2 separate regions of the Arachis hypogaea genome follow, and region 2 is linked to region 1. Evidence: chromatin contacts called from public Hi-C data. All regions are on one chromosome and are shown on one strand. The core of a region is the stretch at or near the end of the contact, and the rest is flanking DNA. Distances in the headings are between cores, read along the strand shown.

Region 1 (7,225 bases), core at 868-3,367:
CGGTTGAGTAATGCGCACATTTAACACACTTGAGTTGGGTGAGAGTAGTTTTAGTTAGACTTAACCCAACTTGTAAATAAAAAAAATTTATATGTATAATAACTCATAATAAATGATATTATCAGTGATAATTACTAATTTAATAACCAAATAATCATAACTTTAACATTATTTATAATCTAGTCATCATATAATTATCATTTACTTTTTAATAGAAGATAAGTTTAGAATCTAAATTACTTTATTATTTAATATATTTTTTATATTGACTTGAACCTCAAAAAACTTTTTACAAATACTTACCTTCTATGTTGTTGGAAATCTGAACTATAATTTATCTAAAAGATACTAGTGCATTTCAGAATTATGGAACTAATATACCTGAGAAATTTATCTACACAGGAACAATTATTATCAATTAATTATTAACTTAGTTAATTATTATATTGTTTTATTTTAAACATGATGAGAAGCATCCGAATGGCAGAATATGAAGTCAAATTAGCGCCGACTCTTTAGAGACCCATGTTTCCACTTGTGGATCCCAACAAGAATCGCACATGTATCGGGAACAACATAAATAAATAGAGGCCTGCAATTGAGATCAAGAGTTATCACTTATCATGCTCCTGCAAATGCAATTAGAGTCAAAGATCATGCGTGGTACTATTACTAAATACGAATCCATACATCCAATGAAATTGTCACTTAAATATTCCCTATTAATGTTTTAATTTGAAGATCAACTCTCGTCTAAACGGCAACGCTCTATCATCCTCCACTTATCACCTAATAAAGTAAAGTAAAAGTATCACACCTCATTTGATTGTATATGAAAAAGGATCTTCAATTGGGATTGTGAACCAATAAAAAAAGTCTTCCGTTGAGGTGTGAACCAATAAAAAAGTCTTTAGTAAGATAGAGAATCAATTAACAAAGTCAATTAAAGACAGTACTAACTGCTAGTAATAACTCTAGATCACATTTTATCACATTTCCAAGTTTTCATACACATAATAAGAAAAGAATATTCCATCCAAATATTTAAAGAAAAGAAATAATTAAGGACTAATTTTTAATTAAAATTACATATTATAAATTTAATTTTAACATATTAACCATATAAAATATTTTAATTAGTACAAAAATTTAATAAAAATAGTGCATTGGTCAGACAGAAACGGTGAGACTCAACAAAAAAATTTGAGTCGAAACAATAAAAAATATGTAAAAAATAAGTACTTTTGAGAAAAATATAGGATAATTACTTAGTGATCAAAATACAGTAAAAACGTGGATGATTTGAAGAGTAAGTCAAGCAAAGAATGTGAAAAAAGGATAACTGCTTGCACAGCTTGGATTTATCTCTATAAATATAGGAGTCCAAAAGATTATGAAGGAACTTCAACTTCTAACATTTCAAACTAAACAAAAAACACTCAAAATTTCAAAGTCACATAGACGTTAAAACATAGAATGCAAGTACATATGAATATTTAAATTTAATTTATTTTTCTTTATTTCATTACTTTAGTTTATTTATTCACTTAAAATCTTAACTTTGTTTATTGTTTTAATTTGTTATTTTGAACAATTTCTTTTGAATTTTTAAGTTCATTCGTTATAGTTATTTCCTTTTAAGTTATATTCAATTATATTGTTTCATTACAAATTTGTTCGAATTTAATTAACGTCATTTGTAAACTTCGTTATTGCAATACAATTTCGACATTAAATTAATAAGTCTTGAATCGAAGTCATTTTTTTAGATAAATCATATCTATTTTTTTAATTGAGATCTTTTGATATAAATTTGATCAAGTCGAGAATCAAAAAAAAAAAAAAATAATAAACCAAACGTATCTTTTTGAATAATTATTTATATCATTAATATAAAAGAATTATTTATTTGACGTAAAATGATGTAATTAAATATGTAAAACTATTTTATGGTGATACTATATTGAAATTAAATTCTTCTAACATTTTTTTTAACATATGATTTGGTCTGATATAAAGTGAATATAAACGTAAGTGCATTTTTTTTCTACATGATTGATTTGATCTGTTCTAATTTGTAAAGTGAATATGAATGTAAGTGGATCCAATGTATACCTTATAAGTGTACATTTCTGTGATTAAACACCGACACTCCCCACCTTAGCTTGAGCTGGAGGCAGGGCTTCAAAGCCTATCCATAAACAAATTCTCTCCAAAGTCCAAAAGGGTCCACCCATTGCAAAAGAGGGGAAACCTCCCTTTATTATTCCCTCCAATTGGGGTCCCACAAATCCTCATCCAACGGCCACAAACCCAAATCTGAATAGCAACACGTTCCCCTCCCACACACTTTCGTCCCTGTCACCCCACCAATTACCAATCCCAATCCTCCATTCCACTTGCTTGGCAATACAAAATTCAGATCTAAACATAAACAAACACCAAACTCTGCCATATGTTATAGCATCACCAGAATCACAAAGACACCAAACCCACTGGCAAAATGGTGGAGGCACAGACATGGACAACCAGAAGGATGAGCAATCCGAGGTTGTTGGACAACTCATCCACCAACAACAATCCCGACCAAGTACTGGACATCCCGGCGACACCGCCATCGGAAGCAAGAAACAACCACCTAAACGGCCTAAAAAGTGGCATCGCCACCACCACCTCCATGTCCCCAACGATCCTAACTGCAATCATAATTGCGTCGTGGTACTTCTCCAACATCGGCGTCCTCCTCCTCAACAAGTACCTCCTCAGCTTCTATGGTTACCGCTACCCAATCTTTCTCACCATGCTCCATATGCTATCCTGCTCCGCTTACAGCTACGCGTCCATTAACTTCCTGGAGCTCGTTCCTCCTCAGCACATCCACTCCAAGAAGCAGTTCCTTAAGATCCTCGCACTCAGCGCCATCTTCTGCTTCTCTGTTGTCTGCGGCAACACCTCCCTCAGGTATATTTTCTTAAAGAAAGAGCTGGAAGCATAATAGACTATCCGTATATATTGTATTGGATTCAGAGTTCAATAACTCAATATTCGTTCAATATAGGTACATTCCTGTGTCTTTCAACCAAGCAATAGGAGCAACCACCCCGTTCTTCACAGCCATCTTCTCTTTCATCATAACCTGCAAGAAAGAAACCGGTGAAGTATACGTCGCACTCTTGCCTGTTGTTCTTGGCATCGTAGTCGCCAGCAACAGCGAGCCTCTCTTCCACTTGTTCGGCTTCTTGGTTTGCGTGGGTTCAACCGCGGGTCGAGCACTCAAATCGGTGGTCCAGGGAATCCTCTTAAGTTCAGAAGGCGAAAAGCTTCACTCCATGAACCTTCTTCTATACATGGCTCCAATGGCGGCCATGATATTGCTGCCATTTACTCTCTACATCGAAGGGAACGTTTTCAGTGTGACGATTGAGAAGGCGAAGGAGGATCCGTATATGGTGTTCTTGTTGCTTGGGAATGCCACGGTTGCGTATTTGGTGAATTTGACGAATTTCTTGGTCACGAAGCACACCAGTGCCTTGACTTTACAAGTGTTGGGAAACGCCAAAGCTGCGGTTGCGGCGGTTGTTTCTGTTTTGATATTCAGGAATCCTGTCACGGTTATGGGGATGGCGGGCTTTGGAATAACCGTTATGGGGGTCGTTCTCTACAGTGAGGCTAAGAAGAGATCCAAACTCACAACACATTGACACATAATACTTAATTTTTTCCCCTTTTGGATACTTGAAAAAAAAAATAAAAGAAAATATCTGTGTGACTCCTGTTATGCAAATATTTTATTGATCACTTTGATTGCATTGTATTACTTGTTAAATCTCGTTATATAAGGACTGTATAGGAAAAGGAAGGGAAGAAAGGAATGGAAGAGGAGTGTAAGCTTGTAAAATTGTCCATGCCCTATTTGGCAGCATACATAAACGATTCATTCATGAAGATCTTTATGTGTAATTTGGTGAGGGAGGAGAATTCTCCCTCGCTTCATTTTGTCAATAACATCATCTGTTGTTTCAATTTTGTCCTTTTTATTCTGCTGTTACTTGCATGCTTTTCTTTTTATGTATGAATTGTGTGGTTTTCTTTATAATTGATCTGCATCTCATCACAATTCATTTAAATGCCACTGATCATATGCTGCCAAGTTCTTATAATTTGTGTGGTGATTTCTCCTCTTTCACATTTAAAAGTACTTATTTCAGAATAGTTATGAGGAATCACATTACAGGGAACTTTGAAATCGGTGATATAGAATATCTTGGTTTGTGTTAAGAATATCAACTCTTTTGGAGGACTTGATTTCTCTGCATATAGAAGAGCCATCATCAGCAAGGGTTCAATTGAAATACTACCAAACATGGTGGGGGGAATCAATTTATTTAATTGATTGAGTTGCTATCTGAAAGTATAGTTTTTTCCTTGTTATGGTGAATATATAAAACTATATTGTTATTTTGGTGATTCAGCTGTCAATATGTCACAACCGAGGTATGTAAAATATGTTGACCCTGAAAGTGACGTGCCACCAAAAGCTTCACCTAGATTCATGTCATGTGCTTCCATGTGCTACCTAATACACACTTTCCTCCATCAAATTCCTTGCCTAGAATTTACCCTATTGAGCACTGACATCTCTGAAAAATTGCCAAGGTAGTTTTTGGCAATGCCACACTCACCACCAATCATTTATGTCCTAAATTGGTTAAGTCTAATATCCCAGGCTATGTGTTTGTTGGCGGTTACATTGTATCTTTCTGAAAAATGGCTAGATTCAATCTTGACTTGTTAAATCTCTATTTGTAGCAAAGGACAAAAGAAATGCACTTGTTTGAAACCTTAAAGCCAGTCCATGTATTGGATTTGGTCATGCTTAGGTAAGTAAGTGGCGAATAATACAATTATGTGACCAATAAGCTGTCATTCAGATGTTATTTTGGGACTATCATACACATACGGTCATATTTTGTGTGTTTGTCTCCTTCTCTATTTCTGTTTCTATAATATATATCCTATCTATTCCTACTCATCAACGAAACAAAACCTTACTAAGTCATTTTTGCTTTGTTTTGAGCAAAGTATTTAATAAGTGAATGTGATGTTAATTGTATGGAATTATAATACCTTCATTATTTGCAAAGCCAATTAAAAAAGAAAGATTACAAGGTTAATACTTTTTATTAATATTAGTTAATATTTTGTTTTTATATTATTAGAATTAAAAATTTGAGTTTATAACTTAGTATTTAATGTTTAGAATTTGACCAAATATTGGTCAAATTTGTTGATGTTGTAATATTACTCAATTTAAAATTGATAAGTTCATCTTTTTTTAATTGTTTAGATCGGTGAATATATTTGAAACTATTTTTTTTTCTTATTTTTGATGTCCATATTTTCAGTGCTTCATTACTAATTAGTTTAATACTCTTAAAAAATAAATTAAAAAGATCAACGAGCAATAATTATTTCAACATTTGTCAAGAGTGTAAGGTAGATTCCCTTGTCTAAAGCCAAATCCAATGTGTATATTTGGGGTTGAATAGTGAGGATCCAAAAAATTTTTGGAGTGGAGTAAAAATATATATATTAAAATAAATTTTGTTAAATATTATTAATTATATGGAGATATGAAAATAATTAAAAAAAGTTAGTGAATAATTTTATTTTTAAAATATTATTTATTATATATAGTTTATAAAAAATATTTTTTTATTTTTAAAATTTGAATTTAAAATATTTTTAATTAAATTATAGATAACTTATTATTTTAATTATTTTTTATACACATTTAATAATAAAAGACTGAACTAATTGGCACATTAGCAACTAATAATACACCAGTATTTATAATTTGAAACTATAATTATATATAAATACTAAAAAAATTAATCTGTATATGAGAAGTATGTTTATATAAAATAATAAAAACTAAATTTACAATTTTTTCTTTTTTTTTAAATAATTAAATTTGTTATATATTTTTAATTTAGTTTGATATAATGTTAGATGAAAGATTTTATTTATCTGTTTAATTATGTATTGCAATGAAAATATTTTGTTATTATTATTTTTAAAAATAAAAAAATATATTCTGTTCTGAAAAGGATATTCTTTCCAAGCTATACGTTGGTCTTGTGTTAATCCGGAGCACCTGACAACTCGATCTAAATTGAGAGTATCCTCGTGAACTTGGACCTAAGCGTGGTACCTGCAAAAAGGACTTCGTCGCTCAAGTGAGTGAAGAATCACTTAGAAAAAATGAGTGTATAATCAGTGAGTTGGTGTTGAATGATCTGCGGACCCTCGTCGACCTTACTCCTGTTTTATAGAGTGGTTGGTACTGAATGAGTCATCGGCCTGAGCGAGATCTTCGTGGCCAACTTTGGGACGAGATTATGTGGGAAGAAGTTTGTTAGGATAGAATCGTTTGATTTTTAAATGTGGGTCTACGTGCCGAGGTATAACGCGGTTCATCTAATGTTATAGGGATACCGTATCCGACGTAATTTTTGCAAGTGGCTGCACTTCTATCCATTTTTTAAAGTAATCAATAGCTACTAAAAGGAACTTTATCTGTCCTGGTGATACCGGGAACGGTCCGAATATATCCATTCCCCATTTGTAAAATGGCCAACTAACATCTGAGGTGTGTAACAATTCGGCCAGGCTATGAATGAGCAATGCACATTTCTGGCATGCATCACACTAGTAGTATCCTGCTCATAGGATTTTTGTGGCTAAGCTTCTGCCTCCAGTGTGGTGTCCACAGGTTCCGTCGTGGACTTCGACTATGGCATTTTCTGCATCTGCTTGGCAGAGACATTTTAGAAGTGGTCTAGAGCTTCCCCATTTGTATAGGTCAGTTCACATCATAGTGTAATGGCTTGCTTTATGTCTAAATGACCTCGGGTTTTCATTTTTTGGTATTTCTCCAATTCTTAGATAGCTAATAAATGGGCTTCGCCAATCTTCTTCCTTTAGATTTTTGACTTCTATTTCCTTTGCTAGCCTTTGGCCTGCTAGGAGTGCCTCATATTTGGCTTGGTTATTGGTTGTTTCAAAGAGGAATTTGATTGACTATTCGCCTTGCACTCCAGTGTCGTCTTTTAGGAGGATCCCTGCTCCACATCCATTCTCATTCGATGCTCCATCTACATATAGTTTCCATGTCTTGGCCGTTTCTTCTGTGTTGGTAAATTCTGAAATGAAGTCGGCTAGT
Region 2 (7,177 bases), core at 3,520-6,019, 180 kb after region 1:
CTAGATCATTCTCCACTTTTTTATTATATATTGGATTCTTCCAATTTCGTCTTTTAGTTTTGTCTTCTATATAATAACACTTATCACTTTGTAGGTAATCTAGTATATCATTTGTAATATAATAATACTATTTATCTTGAATTGAGTCTTTTTAAATCAGTTTTTAATCGTCTTTTATCCTGATGGACCAATAGAAAAGATGTAGAAAAAATGTGACAAATCGATCATATCAAAACAACTATATATCCACACTGACGGTTCGAAAAGCTTGGCAAGGCAGAGGAAAAAAGAAGTACTTTATTTTTTATTCACTCTTTAGACTATCTCTATATCTACATTTTTTTTAATTGTGTGAAATACGGTAATAGTATAAACTTTGTTATTATAGTTAGAACAACAAGAGAGGAGAGTCGATAGAGGAGAGTTATGGATCACAGTATACAAAAAAAAAAATGACACCTATATCAATGATGAAGCAAGAACAATTGGTGCAAGTTCTACTTATTATAATTGATCGATAACATTATGATCTCACATAGGTTAATTTTTTAATTTATTGTGTTTTACCCTTTTATTTTTTAAAATAGATCCCTTTATTAGTATGAGAGTATAAGTTGTTGAGTCATTAATATACTTATAGAGTTATAGTGGTTGAATGTTATTTTATTGTGATGAAAGTCATGCAGTTAATCATCTTGTTTGGCATGTTCTTGACATAAGATAGACTAATAAAAAATGATTATTTTTGTTGATTTATGTCTGTAAAAAAGACTTGAGGAGATTGAGCAACATGATGAGTCTTCTAGAGTGTTGTCTCAAAATAATGTGATTGCTCAAGTTCTCGGAAAAGAGGAAGCTGAGAACTATAGGCAGAGTTGGAAGCTGCTTGAACTATAGGCAGACCCAAAGGAAGCTGCTTGAACTATAGGCAGAGTTGGAAGCTAAGAAGTTGAAAAGGAAGGCAATGGAGGATGAAACAACAGCAGAGAAGTAAAAGAGACAGGTGATGAAGAGTGCTCTGAGATATCTATTTCAACGGCAGGGTGAGGAGCTACCACCAGACATCGCTGCTGGATGAATTTCGTGTAAAAACAGAGTTAAAAAATAGAATCCTAAGATTGGACTTATTTTGGTTTGAAGCAAACATTTTTTTGATTTTAACTATGCAATTCTTAGCAAGAGATTTACTATGTTAATTTTGTTTTCCAATTAAATTTTTTGTTTTCGCCACAAGTTTAGATTCAATAAATGAAAAATATTAAGATTTATGGTATTAAAAAATCTTAAAAAAGCCAAAAAATATATCTTTAAAATTTAACAAAAGAAAAAAAATCGACATCTTTTAAAAGGAAAATCCAAATTTTGTTTTTAAATTTGAGTTGAAATTAGCAGCGGTTGTATAACTGCTGAAAACTATCCTAAATTTAAAAAGAAAAAAACATAATAACATTGCGGCGGTTCGTATCCGCCGATAAATTAGTTGTTGCAAAATACTGATTTAGAGACGGTTATACTAGCAGTTACCGAAAACCGCCGCAAAATCACTTTCTCGAGCCCATAACCAAAGCAATTCACTAAATCAACTGTATTTTATTTTGTGGCAGTTTAAAACCGTCACTAATTATGTAAAAAATCGCAGCCATGTCCATATCCTCTTGTAGTGTACTAGATGTTAATGTTATAAACTACTTCCCCCTCACCATGATCGTTAGATGATTTTAATAAAATTTTCTATGGGGTGAATTATTAAAATTTTAATTGAAAGTTTATGTGTTGAAAAATAATAATTAAAAATATGAATGACAAATAAATCTTTGAAAATTTAAAAATGTGATAAAATAATTAATAAATATTATTTTTTATAAGTGATAAAAAAATTTTTATATTTAGCAAATAATTTGTACATCGCAATTTTTTATAAAAACATTTGAATAACTATTTAGAGTATAATAAACACAAAAAATCAAACCAAAATTTGATTTCTATTTTTGAAAAAAAAAATTATTTTCAAGAATTATTAAAAATATTTAATTATTAAAAAATCTTTTTATATAAAAATTATTAAAATGAATTAACTTATTTGATATTTATAAAAAATGACTAAATAATAAGACTTAAAATAACAAAATTTTCCTATTATTTTTTCTCCTTTTCATGTTTTTTGCTCCCTATTTTTTTCTTCTCCAACATTCTCATTATCATTGTGCTTCCTCTTCTTTTTTTTCGACTTCTTCTTCTTCATCTCTATCGTCGGTTTTATCTTCATATGCACCGATGCCTTTGCCAATGTTAGGTGGCTCTATTCTATCTTTGCCACTGTTGGGCTCTTCTTCCACTGTGTCCATTGTTGATGCTATTACATTGAGTTAAATCGCCAGATCAAAACCCTTGTTGTAGCCGTAGGAATTGTTTTCTCTCTTGAGCTACACCTCTGGTGCCATTTTGCTACTGATCCTATCCGGTGATGTTTTGCCTCAACTGTTGTCCTTTTCCTCTATTTTACTTATCTCTAGGTTATGCAATTATGAGAATTTTATTGGAAGATTATATTTGATTGTGATTGTCTGATGATAGAATGATTATGATGAAGTTGGTTGAAACCTCTTGGAGGGTGGGTTAGAATTTTAGAATATTGTATTTGTTCTTTAATTTGTGATAATTGATGCTAATTAGAGTTAATTTGTGATCAATTAGCTCATACTCTTTTGTTTTGATTAAAGTTTTTAGATCACAACCATACATGATGTATACGCTTCAATTTAATTTTCAGGCACACACCATATGAGAAAGCTACATTCTCATTGTCACCAAACTTGAATGGTATCTTCTCTACCTTCAGGCCTCATGAATTGAATGATCATCACCATCACCTCATAAACACACATTTTTTAATTTTCAGGCTTTCTTCTCTCAGGCAATGTCCATTTTATTAATCTTCATTTCTTTCAAGTTCCACTAATCATCATAAAGCGACTTGAAAGAAGAAGAAACTAATAATCATAAAGAAAAGTTTAGTTGCATCAATGGAGGCTCCGTGATTGCATAGTATGTACGATATAATGGGGCCGAGAATGAAAATGTTTAGGCTTATTAGGAATAATGAAAGCTACCAAGTATAGATGCAATAATAATTGGTATTTGATCTTCCATGTTAGAATTTGTGGCTTGTTTTTTCTTTTTTGATTATGTTACTATGATCTCTTCCCATGATTCTGCAAAATTCCAACCCCCATAACTACAGCCTCTAATACTTCAAGTTGGTTTCATCAGCAGGTACACAATATAAGCTCTTTGGTAATTATGTGTTGAATCTGCTACTTGAATAAGTTGAAGATTACCAACATCATCTACTTGTATGAATCTGCTAAGCTTCCATCTTATCAAAGGTCTGTATGTCATTTGCAAACTTGTGAAAGCAAAGAGGAAGCCTCAAGTAGAGAAGACGAAACCACACAAAACCTCGTGATAACTCTAGCACTTTTTGCAATGTATTTGTACTTAAATGACATTTCTCATTTTTTACAATAATGTAATTGTACAACAAAGCGTAAGGAATAGTAATATAGAAGGGAGTCATTCAAATAAAGATGTCTAAAACGTCTTTTTTTAAAGATATTTTTTAATAATTAAAATTTAATATGTATAATTAATTAAACTTATTAATTTTTTTTAAAATTAGGCCAGACAAATTAATTTAATCGAAAAATGATAAACCAAAATTTGAACTAGCCTAAATTAATATTATTTTTTACAGAAAACGACTAAAATACACTTATTATAAAAAATGACTAAAATACTCTTATTATATATATTAATTTTGAAAACTCTAAATTCTAGTCCTTTTTTTCTCTGCCGTCATATCGTTAGGATTTAAAATTTTTAAAATTAATATATATATAGATATATAAATATAAAATAGGGATATTTTAGTTATTTTTTATAATAGAGATATTATAGTTATTTTTTATCAAAAAAATATTAATTTAGACCGGTTTAAAATTAATTTATTAGTTTTTTGGCTAAACTAATTTATTGTGTCTAATTTTAATAAAAATAACACAATTTAATCAATTATATGTGTTAAATTTTAATTATTAAAAAACATCTTTAAAAAAAGATATTTTTAATATCTTTATATAAGTGGCTCCCAATATAAAAATATTAGAGTTGTCTAATTTCTGCTAAGGCACAATTATTCATTGGATTTTTTACTTATAATAAAATTATATCAAATAAAAATTTTATAGAAAGTTTTTTTTTTCTGAAATTCGTTTGTTTTGATTTATTATTTTAGTTTTGAATTACACAATTTTAATTTAAAATTATAGAAATTGTGCAGAATTATAGAATTTTATTAACTAAGCAAAATTATAGAATTTGTACAAAAATGCACAATTAACTATGTGTAGAATTACAGAATATTAGTGTAGGATCACAAAATTAATGCAAACTTGTAGAATTTAATTTATTAAACACAGAAAGATTTGTAAAGAAGAAATAAATGAAAAAATCACTTAAAAATATATCTGTCTATTTAAAAAGAGATTTGATTTTTCTTTCTAAATATTATAAAATTAATTTTTTTAAATTTTTTTTGTACTAACAATCTTTTTTAATAATTAAATTTCGCTAGTGATCTTTTATAATAATTTTTCCATTTTTTTTATTTGTCAAAACAATTTGTTCATTTACAATAAAATTTTTTAAAAAAATTACTTGGCATAAAACTTATCAAAATTTAAAGATGAAAATATCTTATTTCTTTAATAATGTCTGAAAAAAATCGTATCAAAATTTGTAGTTTGAATTTTTTGAAATTATTTTTGTTAGTAATATAAATTTTTGATCATTACTAGAAATTAGATATTTACTAACACTTTTTATCTAACATTTTTAAAATATTAGCTATACTAATAAAATTATACTTTTAGTAACATTTGTAAAATAAATGTTAGGAGATATCATTTTTACTTTTAAAAAAAGGTAAAAATATACAGATGTTACCAAATTTCATTTTCCCCCAATTTCATAAAACCTAGAATTTCGAAGCTGGGTTCTCTTCATTTTCCTCCAATTTCACGCGTTTGAATGTCGTTCTCACTCCCACTCTCGAAGCTGTGAAACTACCTCTTGCTCCTCCTCTTCGAACTCTCGCTCCGCTTCTTCTAACTCTCGTTTCGCCTCTTCGATCTCACGGTTCGCAAATCGAAACCACAATCCGATGTTCTCATTCTCACTCCAGCTCGCGTTGTCTCGCCTCTGGTTCATCCTCTCGCGCCATCGTCTTCTCGCTTGCACCGCCGTCTTTCCGCCGGTTTCATCGTCTGCTCGTCCCACGGCCTGGTAAGTTCCAGTTCTCTTGTTTAATCTCTACGTAATAATTAATTTGATGTATAATTATTAGTTGATTTAAGTTTTTAATTGATTATTTAGTAGTTAGGTTTTGAATTTTAGGTTTTCATTTATCGATCTCGAAACATGTTTATTTGCTTATTAAGTTGTTAAAAACCATACATTATTAGGTTTTCATATCCTCTGTTTTCTATTTGTTTTTTCTTACTATGCTAGGATTCTAATTTCTAATTTCTGTTTTGTTTGATATTGTCAATTGGAAAAACTCATATATTGATTCTAGATGAAATTGTTGTATAGAGTAGTAATTAATTTGATACAAAATAAGAAGATTTAAAAAAGATTTTATGATAACAATTCTAGTTCAAATGAAATCAAACATGGTGGACTTGCTGTCAAACAGTGATAAGGTATGGTCTCTCACTCTTTCTCTAATTTATTTTCAATTTTTCCCCTTGAAAAATATCATATTAGGTATTTCTTTACTGGAATGTGGAAGAAAGAAAATATATCTTTTTGTTATATTTTTTCATTCTAACAAATGTCCTTCCGTTCTTGTTTGAGATCAATTAATTATTCTTGTTTAAAGCTGCTTCTGTTGTTATTCAAATCCTTCTGAATTTATTGTTTGTATTTACACTATTTTTCTGATGTACTGCTGCGATGAGTTCTGTTTTTTTAATTTTAGTAGACTATAGTTATGTTTTCTCCTCTTTTACCTCTTTAGTTTTGTTTGAATATTTTGACAAATAGAACTGGAATTTGTGTAATCTTAAATCCTCAATTTGATTGCTCTTGGCATAGAAGGACTCGTATATAGTTCTTTAAAATTAGACAATTTAATATCACTCTTAATCGGGTTTGCCTCTTTGTTAACTTTTTTTTCCTTCCAATTTTCCATTTCTATTTTTGTTAACCAATCTTTGCATAATGCTATAAGACTTGATTAATTAGTATGAGGGGATCAGAATGTCTATCTTATTCTTTCAATTTTTCAAAAAAAAATTTCAAATATTAAAGAGCTGAGTCCATGAAGGTGAATGAATGATAAAGTAATTAAACCTGTTGCTATACACAAATAATGTGAACAGTTGAGCTAATTATATATGTGCCATAGTTTGCTCATAGTCATTATTTTAAGCTACCTTTTAGAAGGTAATAATAGAAAGCTAATAAACTTTTTTTGTTATAGCAATTATGTTTTGCAGCCAAGCTAAACTGATAAATAATGCTTTAGTTTCTGTGATAAAAATAATGAAATATAGATGGAGATTTAGACTTGAGAGTACAGAAATTTAAAGATAAATGAATTGCAATAAAAAAATAATATTGTTGAAATATAATAGTATGAAATGAATTGTTGGCATGTAGCTAGTGGGATTTACACTCTTATATTTTACTAGAAAGAGGTTAATAGTGTAGTAACCCGTGAACCTATCTTTGGGCTATTTTGTCATGTTCTTTTCAACTTTGTATATTTATGTTGGTTCCTAAATTGATGGTACTTATTGTTCTCTATTATTCACTTTGATACTCTGCATTCTGCAATGTTTGAGTGATCAATTCATCAAGCATGTCCTGTGCACTCACCTTACCTCATCTTTACAACTCTACACTCAAAATCAAAATCATTCATTCCATGCTTGCAGCTTCTTGTAACTAACAAAAATTATTACTACATCCAGATTAATTGATAAATTTATTATCTAATATTTGCTCAACCTATTTAATTTCGGTTACTCCTTTCAAATTTTGCCACATAAGTTTTAGATTTTACACAGATTTTGTTTCTGAATTACCAAGTTAAGAGAGAGCTGGACTGATG

The links. A called contact is a pair of places that touch in the nucleus more often than the background predicts.
Region 2: a Hi-C map of leaf shows a contact between it and region 1, with 2.4 times the contacts expected there. The contact joins the promoter of LOC112803380 here to the promoter of LOC112803330 in region 1. A contact is called at or near these places in 2 of 8 Hi-C or Micro-C datasets (both in leaf).

The regions. Positions count from the first base shown.
Region 1 is chr1:45,542,452-45,549,676 of arahy.Tifrunner.gnm2.J5K5, forward strand. LOC112803330 (probable sugar phosphate/phosphate translocator At1g12500) reads left to right here and starts at 2,118. Exons shown (of 2, transcript XM_025846833.3): 1 at 2,118-2,961; 2 at 3,059-4,023. The coding sequence starts at 2,504. The coding sequence ends at 3,701.
Region 2 is chr1:45,718,829-45,726,005 of arahy.Tifrunner.gnm2.J5K5, forward strand. LOC112803380 reads left to right here and starts at 4,770. Exons shown (of 5, transcript XM_072229051.1): 1 at 4,770-4,785; 2 at 5,050-5,343; 3 at 5,716-5,762. The coding sequence starts at 4,770. LOC112803337 (a long non-coding RNA gene) reads left to right here and starts at 2,182. Exons shown (of 3, transcript XR_003202665.2): 1 at 2,182-2,461; 2 at 2,771-2,820; 3 at 3,271-3,586.